Linked DNA regions of Mus musculus: region 1 is linked to region 2. Evidence: chromatin contacts called from public Micro-C data. All regions are on one chromosome and are shown on one strand. The core of a region is the stretch at or near the end of the contact, and the rest is flanking DNA. Distances in the headings are between cores, read along the strand shown. Region 1 has its middle 170 kb from the start of Gm31592. Region 2 has its middle 130 kb from the start of Gm40736.

Evidence for each region. A called contact is a pair of places that touch in the nucleus more often than the background predicts.
Region 1: a contact with region 2 is called in a Micro-C map of the AtT-20 cell line, with 3 times the contacts expected there. The contact joins two enhancer-like sites. A contact is called at or near these places in 6 of 484 Hi-C or Micro-C datasets (the AtT-20 cell line, cerebellar granule neurons, cerebellum and 1 more) and 1 of 115 datasets of contacts at active chromatin or transcription factors (embryonic forebrain).

What each region holds. Positions count from the first base shown.
Region 1 is chr10:91,716,173-91,723,033 of GRCm38.p6, forward strand. No RefSeq gene overlaps it. Among named protein-coding and RNA genes, the nearest start is that of Gm31592, 170 kb to the right of the region's middle. Within about 2 kb of position 3,974, at least 36 of the 459 cell types and tissues checked have an H3K27ac peak or open chromatin away from gene starts, as enhancers often do. A contact at or near this core is called in the AtT-20 cell line, where this site is marked.
Region 2 is chr10:91,541,786-91,548,609 of GRCm38.p6, forward strand. No RefSeq gene overlaps it. Among named protein-coding and RNA genes, the nearest start is that of Gm40736, 130 kb to the left of the region's middle. Within about 2 kb of position 4,551, at least 3 of the 459 cell types and tissues checked have an H3K27ac peak or open chromatin away from gene starts, as enhancers often do. A contact at or near this core is called in the AtT-20 cell line, where this site is marked.

The sequences.
Region 1 (6,861 bases), core at 2,724-5,223, 170 kb after region 2:
AAGAATGGTGACATCTGCCTCTCCACTCGTGGGATATGTTTCTGACATGGTCAGAGATTCAGCCCTGGAAAGAGAGGCAGAATGGCCCAGTGTAAGGTGAGGTAGCTCATAAAAGTATACGTTAGGACTTTCTCGTCTATGAAAGAAAAATCCGTAAGTGACAAGATATCTCACTGAGTCATTTTTCTTCCCATGTCTTACAAAGCCCTTGTGCTTGGCACATGCACAGATTAGGTTTACAGATGCTGTAAGGCAATTCATTCTGCCCTGAATCTAATGTCAGTAAATTTGGAAGGCAGTCAGCACAATGTGTTTCAGGCAGGAAAAATATTGTCATTATTTTTTAAACCCTCTATTGTTTTTATTCAATCTGCTACGAAACCATGACTAAATCACTTCCTCTTTACATTTAATTTTTAATTTTGTGCTATCTTTTCACAATGAGGTTGAGTCCTCCGCCCTCGTCCCCTGACATCCTAGCTGAACAGTTGTCGAAGGGGTTTATTTCAGTAAAAAAATGATTACCGGTATCTATAATGGAATTGTAATAACTCAATACTGTTTTATAAATTTTTGATTCACTCTGCATTTTTTATTTGACAGCTTGCCAAGTTCTGGTTTTTATCTGATCATCTTGGCATCAATAATGCATGAGGTTGAGATCTTCTGAAGACGGACACTTTTTCCCCCTTTGCCGAATGCTTTGCTTTTGCCAGCAAAAATATTGATTTGAATTTAATAATCTGTAGTCCATTTGGTTTGATCACACTTAGCAGGAAACCCTAATAAGAACTATGGCCACATATCCGCCAACATAGAATCAATTACTCTTCTCTAATAAATGCAGTCATTGAACACCTGATCCATACTATTGCTAGAGATGTGTAATTGATTACAGGGTTGACACCATTGAGATATGAATGGCCCCAGTTTTCCCTATTCAGGGCCTTTCAACAATAACAAAAGATAATCAAAAGGACCCGACGCTATAGAAAGATGGTCGTAATTTCTTGTCACCTCCATCAACATACATTTTGTCAACATTCTGCTCTTACCAGATTGTAAAAATGCTGCTGAACTCAGTCTGTGCTCGCTCCCAGCTGTTCCTGTTAAAGATGACGGCGTGAGTAACAAGCCAGCCCCATCACCTGCCTCCAGCATTGTTATAAATAATCAGCATCAAGAAAATGAACTGACTGGAATTCAGGAGGGCCCTACACTAACACATCTTCATCCATTGTCTTATTTTCATGCAATGTAACCAAGGACATCTTTTAAAATTCCCATCTGAAATAAATGACAAAATGCAGATGATGGCCTAACCCAGTGCTAGAGAAATAATCAAATAAGAATATCTGCGTTACCATGTACACACTGGAGTATTTTTTAAAACTCTCCACGCCATTTTAATATGTAGCTGAGGATGAGACCCAGTGCTAGAAGGTGGAAGGCTACCTTCATTGGGGCTGAGTAGTTAGTGGTCATCATGGGCTTACTAGAGATATGGGAACTTCAGGACCTCTCTCACATCCACTGTCTCAGGATAAGCCTTCAGGAAGCCCACTCCCAAATGATTTTTAGGCACATTAAGACTTGACAAGCTTTGATATAAATTGCCATTCCATAAAATACTCTCAAGTCAGGAAAAGTGAACATTAAAAGATGAGTGTCTTCTAGTGTTTCCAGAGGACATGGGATAGGTCAGTGGACTTTGCTTTGAGCACTTTTGAGTAACTCTGTTATGCCAGCTGCCAGATGTACGATACTGTGTAAGTCTCTTGTGATGGTTCAAATATTGGCTGTCCTCCTGGAGGTTCCTGGGTCAGACATTTAGTGTTCAGTATTACAGTGGGAGTCGCTAAGCTTTTAAAGGGGGCATTCTGAGGGTGGTAGGAGTCTGCTATTAGAAGAAATCATGGGTCACCCAGCCTCTCTGGCTTCTTGCCTTGCCATGTGATGTCTTTATGCACAAATTTCCACCAGGATATGATGCAGACATAGATCCTTCTGTAGGCTTAGCCAGTGTTCATGCCATCCTACCGTAAGCCAACAACATTGTATACTTTCTGTTTTCCTCAATAATTATTAATTAGAATGTAATTACATCATTTCCATTTTTCTTTCCTCTATCCAACCTCTCCTGACCCTCCATTATCTCTCCAGTTCAGTTTTCTTTGATTATTAGTTACATATGCACAGCATACACATACACACATACATACACATACATAAAGGTATCTATGCAAATACAACCTCAGGAGTTTGTGCTCTTGTATGCATATGATCTCAAGACTCATCATTTGGTATTGTCTAATCATTTAGGGGGCTCACCTCTGGGAAATAGAAATTCTCCCTCTCTCAGTGCTCATTAGTTATCTTTAGGGTTGTTTTTTTTTGGGGGGGGTCCTTGATATTTCCTCCTTCCACACTTAAATGTCTATTGTTATTGTCAAGGTTAGGTTATTGTTAGGAAGCCATATTATTGTGATATTGTGGGTGTACCTCCCCTTGACTTTAAGAAGGCACAGCCTCATAGCAGACTCCCTGGTCCTCTGGTTTTTACAGTTTTTCTGTCCTCAGCTCTTCTGTGATTTTTTTCCTAAGCCTTAGGTACAGGAGTTGTATGTAGATAAACTCACTGGGACTCAGGCTCCCCAGATTAATTGTTCTCTGTCTTTTGACAAATCATGGTTTTCTTTGATTGTTTCTGTCTGATCTGAAGATTTGGAACCACAGATAAGAGAGGATACTCAGTGTTTGCCTCTCTGGGTCTACCTCACTCAATATATTTTCTAGCTCCATGCGCTTACCTGCAAACTTCACAACTTTATACTTCTTTGTAGCTGACTTGTGTCCGGTGGTGCATATTTACCTCATTTTTATTATTCATTTGTCAGTTGAAGGACATTGAGGTTGTTACCATCCCCTAGTCCTTGTAAACAGAGTGGCAGTAAACACGGCCTTACAACTATCTGTAGAATAGAATGTTGAATCCAATGGCCATCAGTGAATGAGACTCATAGAAAAGATAGGTCATGGGGTAGATTATGTCTAGTAAGCCTAATAAATAAAGTTAGCTGCTCTTAGGTGTTTTTATAGCAAAAATTCAATTAACACACCACTCTATGTTTTAGTTTATTCACCTGTACTGGGATCTGAATAGCAACCGTTTCCCTGGAACTACTGTAAAATATGATCAAAAGATCACATGCAAAGTGCCCAGTACAAGTGCCAAATGCTCTACAAGGAAATGATATACTCTTCTTTGGCAATATTAATATTTAGGTTATCTTCCTTGGTAAAAAAAAAATCAAAACAAAACAAAACTATACCCACTCAGATGTCTAGAATGCTGGCAAAATTCTTATATGGAATGTATACGCTTATCCATGAAGCCGATTCAAGCTCCCTTTGGAGTCAACCTCCTTGTCTGTCTGGTGTTCTCAGCTCACACTTGATCCAGTGCCTCATTTACAGGAGGGACGACATAAAGGTTAATGGCAGCCTACAAAGCCAGTGCAGTGGAAAGTAGGCTCGGTCATTATGCTTCCCTAGCGCTCCGGTCTGGGTGACTTCAGCTTCATTTTCTTTGGGAGCCACTCATCATTGTGTGTAAAAGGACTCACAAAGCTGCCTTCCATGTGGGGCTAACTCTGTTCACGTAAATTTGGCCTGGTTTGGAAAGCTGTCTTGGCTCCTTCCCACCAAATCCAAACAGGGATTGGAGATTTTATTAAATGACTTGGGCCCAGCCTGCTCTGTGCTCTGAACCATTGATGGGAGCCAAAAATGTCCCCCGGTGTCCATAGAAACATTGTTTTTACTTTTCAAAATTAATCTAGCTGAATTTGCAAGGCTGCATCACCTCCATCAGAGATTCAGACAGCCAGGACAAAGAGCTGTTTTGATGTTCCCAGCTGGGAACCCTGCCCTCAGCAAATACAGTTGATATAAATAAATGGTCTCTTGCCTGCCTACATTCATGCCCATCTGCTTGGAGGGCATGGTGCCCAATCAAAAGTTGCCTAGACACTCTCCATGGGCACCAGTGCCAAGGAACAACGATTTCATGGCAGTCTGCCTGCGGCTGTGAATGCCATCTTTTCAGTGGTGGGTTCTCATCCTGGACCAGAACAGGGGTGTTGGCACTGCATGCTTCCTTAGTGTTGATCACACCTGTTGACAAGGCTGTGCCAAACTATAAGAAGAAGGAGAGAAAGAAAAGTGTGCGCCATGTAGGAGCATCCCTGAGCTCTCAAGGCCTAATGAGCTCACCGAGACAAATTCTAATTAAGCAGGGAAAAATCTTTGCCTGTGAATGCTCTTATGGGGCACAAGACTGGGACTCACTGGCCTTTATCGCATGGGTGGAATGCAATCTGTTCCCAGCTGGCAACACTACCCCTAATACAGGAAATATAACATAGAACGCTGGTCTTTGATGATATCAGGAACCAGGGGAACTGATCCCCTGGTTCCCAATTTTCACCCGCCTACTGGCAACAATGAAGTCTGATGTGTACACGTCACAAGATATAAAATCCAGGAGCTAAGTGTACTTTGTGTTGCTTGAACTTGAAAAAGGAAATAAAGCCAGTCAGGAGAAAGCAATGATGCGGGGACATTTTTATGATTATCAAAGTCAGTAAGTTCCCTCAGAGATTTTTAAGCAAAACCAGGGTTAAATTCATAGACTCAGATCACTAGGGGACCCAGAGAGCATCCTCATAGCAAAAGATGGTAAATTACTAATCCCTGGGCACTGTGGACCCCTAATGTGCTAAAAGCTGTGGTCTAAGCGATGAAATGAATTCCATGGTGACAGGTAGCGAGCAATCTGTATTGTTAAGAAAATTCTCAGGCATGCTACCTTACCCTGTGGGGGAAAAATCGGTGGAGTATGTCTGGCAGGAAGTACCAAGGAAGCATGCCTTATTTATATGAAAACAGCCACGTTGTTGATGCAACATTCAGTCCAATCGCTTAGCTCTGACTCTCCTGTCAACCAAAATTGGGGCTAAGTCGTTGTAGAGGCACGGGAATGTCTTTCCAAGGGGTCCAAGTGCTAATCACTGGTACTTGCAAATCTATGTAAGATTCCTGACAGAGGAGAAGAGACCCCACAGCTTGAAGGTGTCAAGGTTTTTGAGAGAGAGAGATTATGCTGGAATATCTTCAGACATCACTGCCATCACAAGGACCCTTCTCAGAGAACACGGCAACATGAAAAAGGCAGCAGAGCCGGTGATGTCATCTGGAGATGGATGGGTGCAAAGCCACTGGGAGCTGAAAAGGCAAAGAAATGGCTTCCCTCCTCTGAGCCTACAGAAGGAAACAAGTCCTTGTGATGCCTTGACTTTAGGCAAGAGTCTGATTTAGGAGTTCCTATAATCTACTTTAGAGTGTGCAAGAACAGCTCTTTTTCTGGAGTGGTGTGTGTGTGTGTGTGTGTGTGTGTGTGTGTGGTGTACACATGTGCACATTCCTGTGGAGGTCAGAGGTCAAGCTTAGCTGTAGTTCCCCAGGAGTCACCCACCTTTATTTTTGAGGTTGGATCTCTCATTGAAACTGCAGCTCCATCAAGGCTAGACTGGCTGGTCAGCAAGCCCATGGATCTGTGGGTCTTTCCACCTCACTAGCTACAATATTACAAGTATAAATCAACACCTTGGCTTTTTAAACATGGGTTCTAGAGATCCATCTTGGTTGTGGTGTGTGTGTGTGTGTGTGTGTGTGTGTGTGTGTGTGTGTTGTATCAGAGGTATTTATGAATGAGCTACCTCTCTAGCCTATTTCTTGTTTTTAAAGTTTCCAATGGAGCTGGAAAGATGGCTCAGCGGTTAAGAGCAGTGACTGTTCAATTCCCAGCCACCACATGGTGGCTCACAACTATCTGTTAATGGGATCTGATGCCCTCTTCTGTTGTGTTTGAAGAGAGACAGTGTCCTTACATACATAAAATAAATAGATCCTAAAGACTAACTAACTAACTAAACATTTTCCCTGTGATGGGATAACGATAGCAGGCACAGTGACCCTCCTATCCAGCTCAGTTGAAAATCTGAGCATAGCTTTGATTCCCTATAAACTTAGCTGCTCATGATCAGAAGTCTTACTGACACAAATGCACAGTACATCTTTTGTGTGTTACAAGCTATGAAAACTAGAGGGGACCCTCATATCTTTTCACCCTCATCTATAATTTATAATTGAGGACTCAATAGATATGATCAGTGTCAGAGGCCAGATATTACACTTGGCCAAAGGGGCTGGCTTCACAATTATGACTGAAGGACAGTACCTTAAGGCTCTGATCCAATACCACAGCTTTACTTTTGTTTATATTTCTCTCAACTATGCTTGTTCACATGTGTGATCTGTGTTATTTTCAACGGTACTGGTACACTTTAATTTTTAGTAGTAGATTTGCCTAAAGAGCTTTTGTAGTGATTATATAATTAACTGCTAGGTACATAGTGAAAAGCCACAACTTGCACGTTCCTCTTCTTGTTGTCTTACTATTTTTAGGATATGCAGCTTAATGCTTAAGTGGTGTAATGAAAATATCCACATAGAAGTGGGTCCACGCAGATAGAACCAACACTGCTCAGGAGTTTGCTGTCCCTGAGTTAGCTGTCTTGTTCCTTCAATACACTGACATGCTGTGGGGTTTGCTCTTAGGTTCAAAGATCATGATAGAACCCAATGTTGGGTTGTTTTTGTTTTTTGTTTTTCTCATTTTTCCTTCTTGACAATGTGCAAGTGTAAATTGTTAGAAAAAAAAAGGCTCTTTATATCAGGTCTTGTCATTTTGCTTGCAATGCTTAGCTTGACAGGCAGAATTCCATGTGAATTATTGAA
Region 2 (6,824 bases), core at 3,301-5,800:
CCAACAGGAGTGACGAATCTCAGTGTAAGTCATTGAGACTTGATAGTTCATCCCCTAGCAGAACTTGGCCTTCGTCTTTACAAATGGGATGGCTTTGAAGCACCTTGAACCCTGCGTGCTACTTTCTGCCATAAGCCACTAGATTTACAGATCCAAGTCCCCATCCAGATGCTACGAATAATTGAGCCCTGTGGATTTTAAAACTTCTCCATTTTTCCCCCCTTTGGAGTTGTCTTAAAAATTTTTTTTTAAGAATCACATCACTGCTTCAGGTTCCTGCCATCTCTTACCTGACTCTTGATTTGAATTAATTTAAAACAAACCAGGAAAGCACCCTATTAGGACATCCAGAGAGCCATAGTGTAACAATACAGTTGCTATCTGGAAGTAAGTGAATCTCCAGACCACTGATGAAGAGGGGGAGGAGTTCTTCAGCCTCTGGTCCGCGTCCAGGAGGCTCATATACAAAGCAAAAGAGGCCCCTCCCCTCACAATGCACAGACAGATCCGGGAGGCTTAATGCAATTAGCCGGCGGACACCCAGACACTTCTTAAGCACCGTCTTCCATTTTATCTTTTCATCCATTCACAGATGCTTTTGATAAAGGGTCAGGAGGCCAGCTGCTTACTGAGCGAAGATCAAAGCTGCAGAGATAGTCTGGCAGGGGTCTTCCTGCTAAGCCTAACCTTACCTGGGAGAGTCAGTTAGCTCAAAACATTCCTAATCATCCGTGATCCCTCCTCTAGTCTCCTGCAGAGTGTGGGACTGCAGTTGACAGCCCCCTACGCCCCTTTCCATTTACTGATGCTCCCTTTAGAAGAGTAGCTCTCTCTCTCTCTCTCTCTCTCTCTCTCTCTCTCTCTAACCAACCTATATTCCATGTGCCAGAAAAAGCAACCTCCCCCCACACCCCTCCCCACTTTTGGTCAGGCTACTCTTGATCAGAGAAGTCCTTCCTGTGATGGCACTAGGCAGGGGTCCTTCAGTCCCTTTACTTCTCCTGGTGCAGCTCTCCCTTCCCTCCTCCACACCTCAGCAGGCATTGCCTTCTGACAACCCCAGTAACAATAAGTGAGATCACTTATTTAGGAATAGCGGAGCATGACAGTGGGCATATGAGGTCATGGTAAACTGTGACTGCAACGTGAAGTTCAGGGAAGCATTTATAGGCAAGATGAGGAGGATGACACAGGGTATCTCGGAAAAGTAATTCTTGGCTGTGGAGATTAATAACATGTGTGGTCTCAGTTTAAAATGGAAAGGTTCTAGACAGATGTCCTTACAGAGGTGTTGATGGTAAGGGGTGTGTGTATGTGTGTGTGTGTATGTGTGTGTGTGTGTGTGTGTGAGTGTGTGTATGTGTATTTGTATATGTGTGCGTATGTTTGTGAGTATGTATGTATGTATGTATGTATGTATGTATGTGAGTGTGTGTATGTGTGTTTATATGTGTGTGTGTGTGAGAGAGAGAGAGAGAGAGAGAGAGAGAAAGAGAGAGAGAGAGAGAGTTTGTAAGGTTGTGGTGGTAGCCTTTGTTTAAGGATGTGGTCCTGGCAGCCTCCTGAGAATAGTTCTCACAATCAGACTTAAAGGAGAAGGTCCACCCCATCATAACCTACAGGCTTTATTTATTTTGGTTAATGTTTGATAAAAGTGGCCTCATGTTGATTCTGATAATTCTTACTTTTTTTTTTTAAATGAAAATAGCTTAATTGCTCAGGAGTACCTAGCTTTCTTTCTCATGTAAAATGAGAAAGTTCCCATTGAAACCTGGGAAGACAACAATCTTGAGGAGTCTCCATGCTCTGGTTGTGGGTACGATGGGAAGGTCTGTGCCTACTGGGTACAACTGAACCCACCTCTCTCTCCTTCAGGCATTGTGAGGCCATCTCTGCCCCTGAACTGTTTCCTATAGAAACATAAAGCTGCTCACTATCAGCCTTCTGGAACTCTCCCTCTCTGCCTCCTAACTCAAAGCTGGACTCAGACTTTGTCCCTGGTCGAATCTGACACCCCATGATAGCTCTAGTTCCATCTTAAGACAGACTGGATAGACATGGACTTGCAGACAGGGATGTCACTTATGTGAGCAACGGAGTCATTTTGTGGCCTCTTCACAAACACTGGTTGCAAAAATGTGACATTTTTCTCCTCTTAGAGAGTTTTAAGGTAAGCTGAAGGGATGCAAAGATTAAAAAAAAATGGTGACTCATTCTCTATCAGGTCCTCCCATAACCTATAACCTATATCCCATAACCCATAACCCATAGCCCATAGCCCATAGCCCATAACCCATAACCCATAACCCATAACCCATAGCCCATAGCCCATAGCCCATACCCATACCCATAACCCATAACCCATACCCATAGCCCATAACCTATAACCCATAACCCATAACCTATAACCCATAACCCATAACCCATAACCCATAGCCCATAACCCATAACCCATACCCATAGCCCATAACCCATAACCCATACCCATAACCCATAACCCATAACCCATACCCATAGCCCATAACCCCATGCAGGTGCAGTGTCTACCTAGCATAAAGTTGGCTCTCTGTCACAGGGAGAAGATATGCTGCTAGTTTTCATTTCTTGAGTGTTGCCCATATGTAGAAAGGGCAAGGGCAAAGCTCACTCTGTGTTCGCTCTACAAAGTGAGCAGCCAGGTACTCTGCTACTTCCCCAGCACTGGGGCATCCTATTCCAGAGATAGGCATCCCTCTCTTCATCTCTCTCATCCATCTTTCAAGGAGGGCTCCCTTTCAACAGGCTCTCCATGATTTCTCTAGCTGCAGCTGCTTCTTTGCTTTGAGTCTTGACTTGAACACTTAGCAACACTGCACTTCTGTAATATACAGCAACCTCAGGCATGTAACCAAGTCTCAGGCACCGAACTGCACTTGGTGAACTGGCCTATGCACAATATTTTATAAGCTGTCTTGATCGCCACCATCAGTTGGGGGGTCTCTTTAGCTTAGGTACGTGTGTACATAATATCTAAAATGAGTTCTTTTACTGAGGCATTATGAAGATAATAAGACTATTAGCCATCTAAACTTATCTTTGAGACAATGTGGGGTCATCATGTAAAATTATTTATAATTAAGAACTACCAATTAAACATAGGTAGTCTGCTGTTGCACACCCCTGTCCCTTCATTAAGCAGTAACTGTGATAATTGTGATAACTGTATAGCAGTGTGGTCACCATTTGTATTCTGGGCTATTGTTTTTTTTTTTTCTTTCTTCTTTGTATTATGCAAGTTGCACTAGCATGTGGCTCCCCCCCACCCCCCTGCACGTACTGGATAGTACTGATCTTCCACACATCTTAAGGTGTTGCTTTCTCTTTCCAGAGGTCTTCATGCTATTTGCTGAAATCACCAAGTCTTTGGCCTTTTATTTCATCCCAGATCCTTCCACTTTCCCTTCTTCTGCAGAGGTAGGAGATTCCTTCTCTTTGTTGCGAGATCACATGAGCTGCTGCTTGGTGGAACTCTGAGTTGAAACTTGATTCTCCATTGGGGTTTGCTTGTGGTGGCCAGAATCTCACCTACTTCTCATCCTCTTCGAGGAGCCATGGTGGAGGAAGTTTTACAGCTGAGCCTTGGTGTGCTCTGTCTCTAGGGAGACCTATCTCATGGTGGTGTTTGTGGTATACCCTTATCTCCTCTACTAGTCTGTAACCTCTTGAAGATGTCAACAGTATCTCACTCCATTTGTAACCTCCAGGGCTCCTAGCAGGGTTGCATAGGATAGATGCTCATGAAGTGCTTAATGGATTGGATTGCATTAGCTATTACTCTGAGTGCACAAAAAAGGGGTGCTGGAACTCTGAAGAGCCTTAATTCACCTCATGGGGCTACCCAGAGACACTGTCAGGTTTAGTTTATACACCCGGCTCTCCACGGGTAATGTCAATGCCAATTAATGCGAAGCTTCTGCAGCCAAGAGAAAACACATTTTCACCCACAGGCTGATAAGTTCCTTCTCTGCTGTATATCCAAGTGATCATAAAGCAAAAAGACCCCTGGGATTCTATTCTATTTAGGCAAAGGCAGGTGTGCTGGGGGAAGCTTTGGGTTTGTACACAAACACAGAAAGCTGGGCTTATTTTTGCAATTACTCGCAAAGGCTGCCCATGTTTTCCAGCATGTAAATTAGGACTTGAAGGAAAACATCTAATTGCATTTCGCTCCAACTAATTGCCAACTCAAAATTTTAGATTAGTGTGCACACCATACTTAATTTTTTTGTTGCTGTTATTAATAACACACTTAGCTCAGTAAGAAGGGAAATAACAAGCCAGAATTAAAGACTTGAGGGCTGCCCCACTAAGAAAAAAAATGCTTTGGGTGATGTGCTAAGGAACCAATGAGAGATGTGTCAAAGCCACAGCTGAAATATCAGACAAAGATCGCCCGCATATTGTGCCTTTGAGTTGGTTTGCTTGTGAAGGCACTAGGAATTAGGAAGTAGATTTGGAGTCATTGCGTGTGTTCTGCCACAAGGAGGGGCCATGGTTACAACCATGAACGTGTCCTTGACTGTGTTATACTGGTAGCCTTTCCTGTGTCAAAACCAAAACCTACTTAAAAGGCCTTCTCCGAACACCGTGCCTCACATCCGGAGAGAATGGTCTGGTCTTTTGTGAGTAATATAAATGTACCGTGATATCCCTGTGTTATTAGACGAACATTACAAAGCATGACAGCATCATAGTCACACACACAAAATAAGGACACGCTACATTGTTGACTGGAAATGAAAAAGCTTTGCCACATGTCATGAAAAGGTAACTGGCAGCTCCTGGTTTTTGCTCCCCCCCCCACCTTTTCCAGCAATTGTTATTCTCTGAAGGACACAATGAACTTTTTGTCCTAAACGCAGAAGTAGGGGTGGGAAATGCATCTCGGAAACTCAATTTAGCAATACAGGTTTGCAAATGTATTTACCGTGGAGCAGACTTTATTCAAAGATGCTTATTTCTGGCTCGCTAAGTGAAGGGGCAGAAGGGAGGCTGGCTGAACTTTGGAAAAAAAAATGTAGTTCTGCCCAATCAGACCACTGCATTCCCTATACAGTTCTTTAACAGGTACTGGGTATGCCAGGTATGGCACTGTATGCATCAGGTGCCCCCGTGAGAAGGCTCAGCAAGATGTCTATCATTGTCAAGTTTCCAGACAGGTGGAGAGCAGATGTTACCAAAAAAAAAAAAAAATAGACATAAGCAAATATATGCCTATAAATTGTGCTCGGTGCTGTGAGGGGAAGTTCAGGGAGTGATTAAGACCACGAAAGTTGCATCTAATTGAAATGGGGGACGGTCTGAGGAAAACCTCTCCCAGAAATAACATTTAAGCCGAAACCTGTGGGATGAGGAGTGTTTAGCGAAAGCAGAGGGAACAGATCTTTCCAGACAGATGGGAGGACAGGTGTGAAGGCCCTGCAGTTGGCACATCGTGGGGAGTGGAAGGGAACACCTGGGATGGAGCTTGGTGACTGAGAGGGAGAGATCTGAAATGAGCTGGGAAGACTGACAAAAGCAGGAGAGACCACACAGCAACCCCCCCCCCCACCCCCCGCCACCCCCACACTGGAAGCCATGACAGGGCACTTCAGTTTTCATCTCCAAAGCCACAGAAAGATACTAGAGGGTGGAAGGGGATGGGTGAGGAAGCCAGTTTAAAGAAACCTCAGCACCAAGCAGAAAGGAGGGGATGAGTAACATCCAGGAAACCTGTTGAAAGTCCATTCAATTGATAAGAGAGTGGGTAATTTTCCTCTTCCCTCTCTGTGGTGATTTGAATAAGAATAGATCCCATAAGCTCATCGATTTACATATTTGGTCCCCAATTAGCAGGACTGTTTGGGGACTGTTAGGAATTGTGGTGTGTTACTGGGGCTGGCTTTTGAGGTTTCAAAAATCCCCACCAATTTGACTCTCTCTCTCTTTCTCTCCCTCTCTCTTTCTCTCTCTCTCTCTCTCTACACACACACACACACACACACACACACACACACACACACACACACACACACACCTTCTTGGTTATGTCTAACGATGTTGATTTCAGCAGCTGCTCCAGTATTGTGGCCGCCTGCCTACTGCTCTGCTCCTAGCCATGATGGTCATTAACTTTAACCCGTTGAAATGGTAGGCTCCAAATAAATTCTTTTTTCTATCAATTTCCTAGGTTGTGTAGTATCCTATCACAGCAATAGAAAAAAAAATAAGTAAGACACCCTCTAATCTATTCTCTGTCGCCTCAGGCCAAACAAGGTGTGTTTCCCCACCAACCTGGTCAGATCAGGTTGCTTCTGTGTAGGTTGAACCATTGGGAGACTGTGGAGGGAGACTGAGAGGTAGAGAAAGGAGGAAGCCGAGATTTTACTCCTTGACTCTCCTTGCTGAACGAGGCATCTTCAGCTGTTGGCTGGTGTCAGATGCTGCTGGGTGGAGCCACCGAACAGTGCTGCTGTCCATGGTCGCAGATCCTACAGGACACTCTTATGCATGCTTCATGTTTCTGCTTGGCTTCCCCAGGTCTTGGGCTCCATCAATGTGTCTTCCTTCTTGAGCTGTAAGGCAGTTCCCTGTTCATGCTAATTTCCACTTTGCAAGATCATCCTTGGGCTGGCCTTGAACTCTTTCCACCCTTTTGTGAAATGGACTCTCTTTATCATGGTCATCCATGCAGAGCTTGCACTTTTATTTTCCTAAAATGTACTCTGAGGCAATGACACCAACAACAGTTTAAGTCCTAAATGGTAAGCAACATTGAAGAGCCCATGGATGGACCTGAGACAATG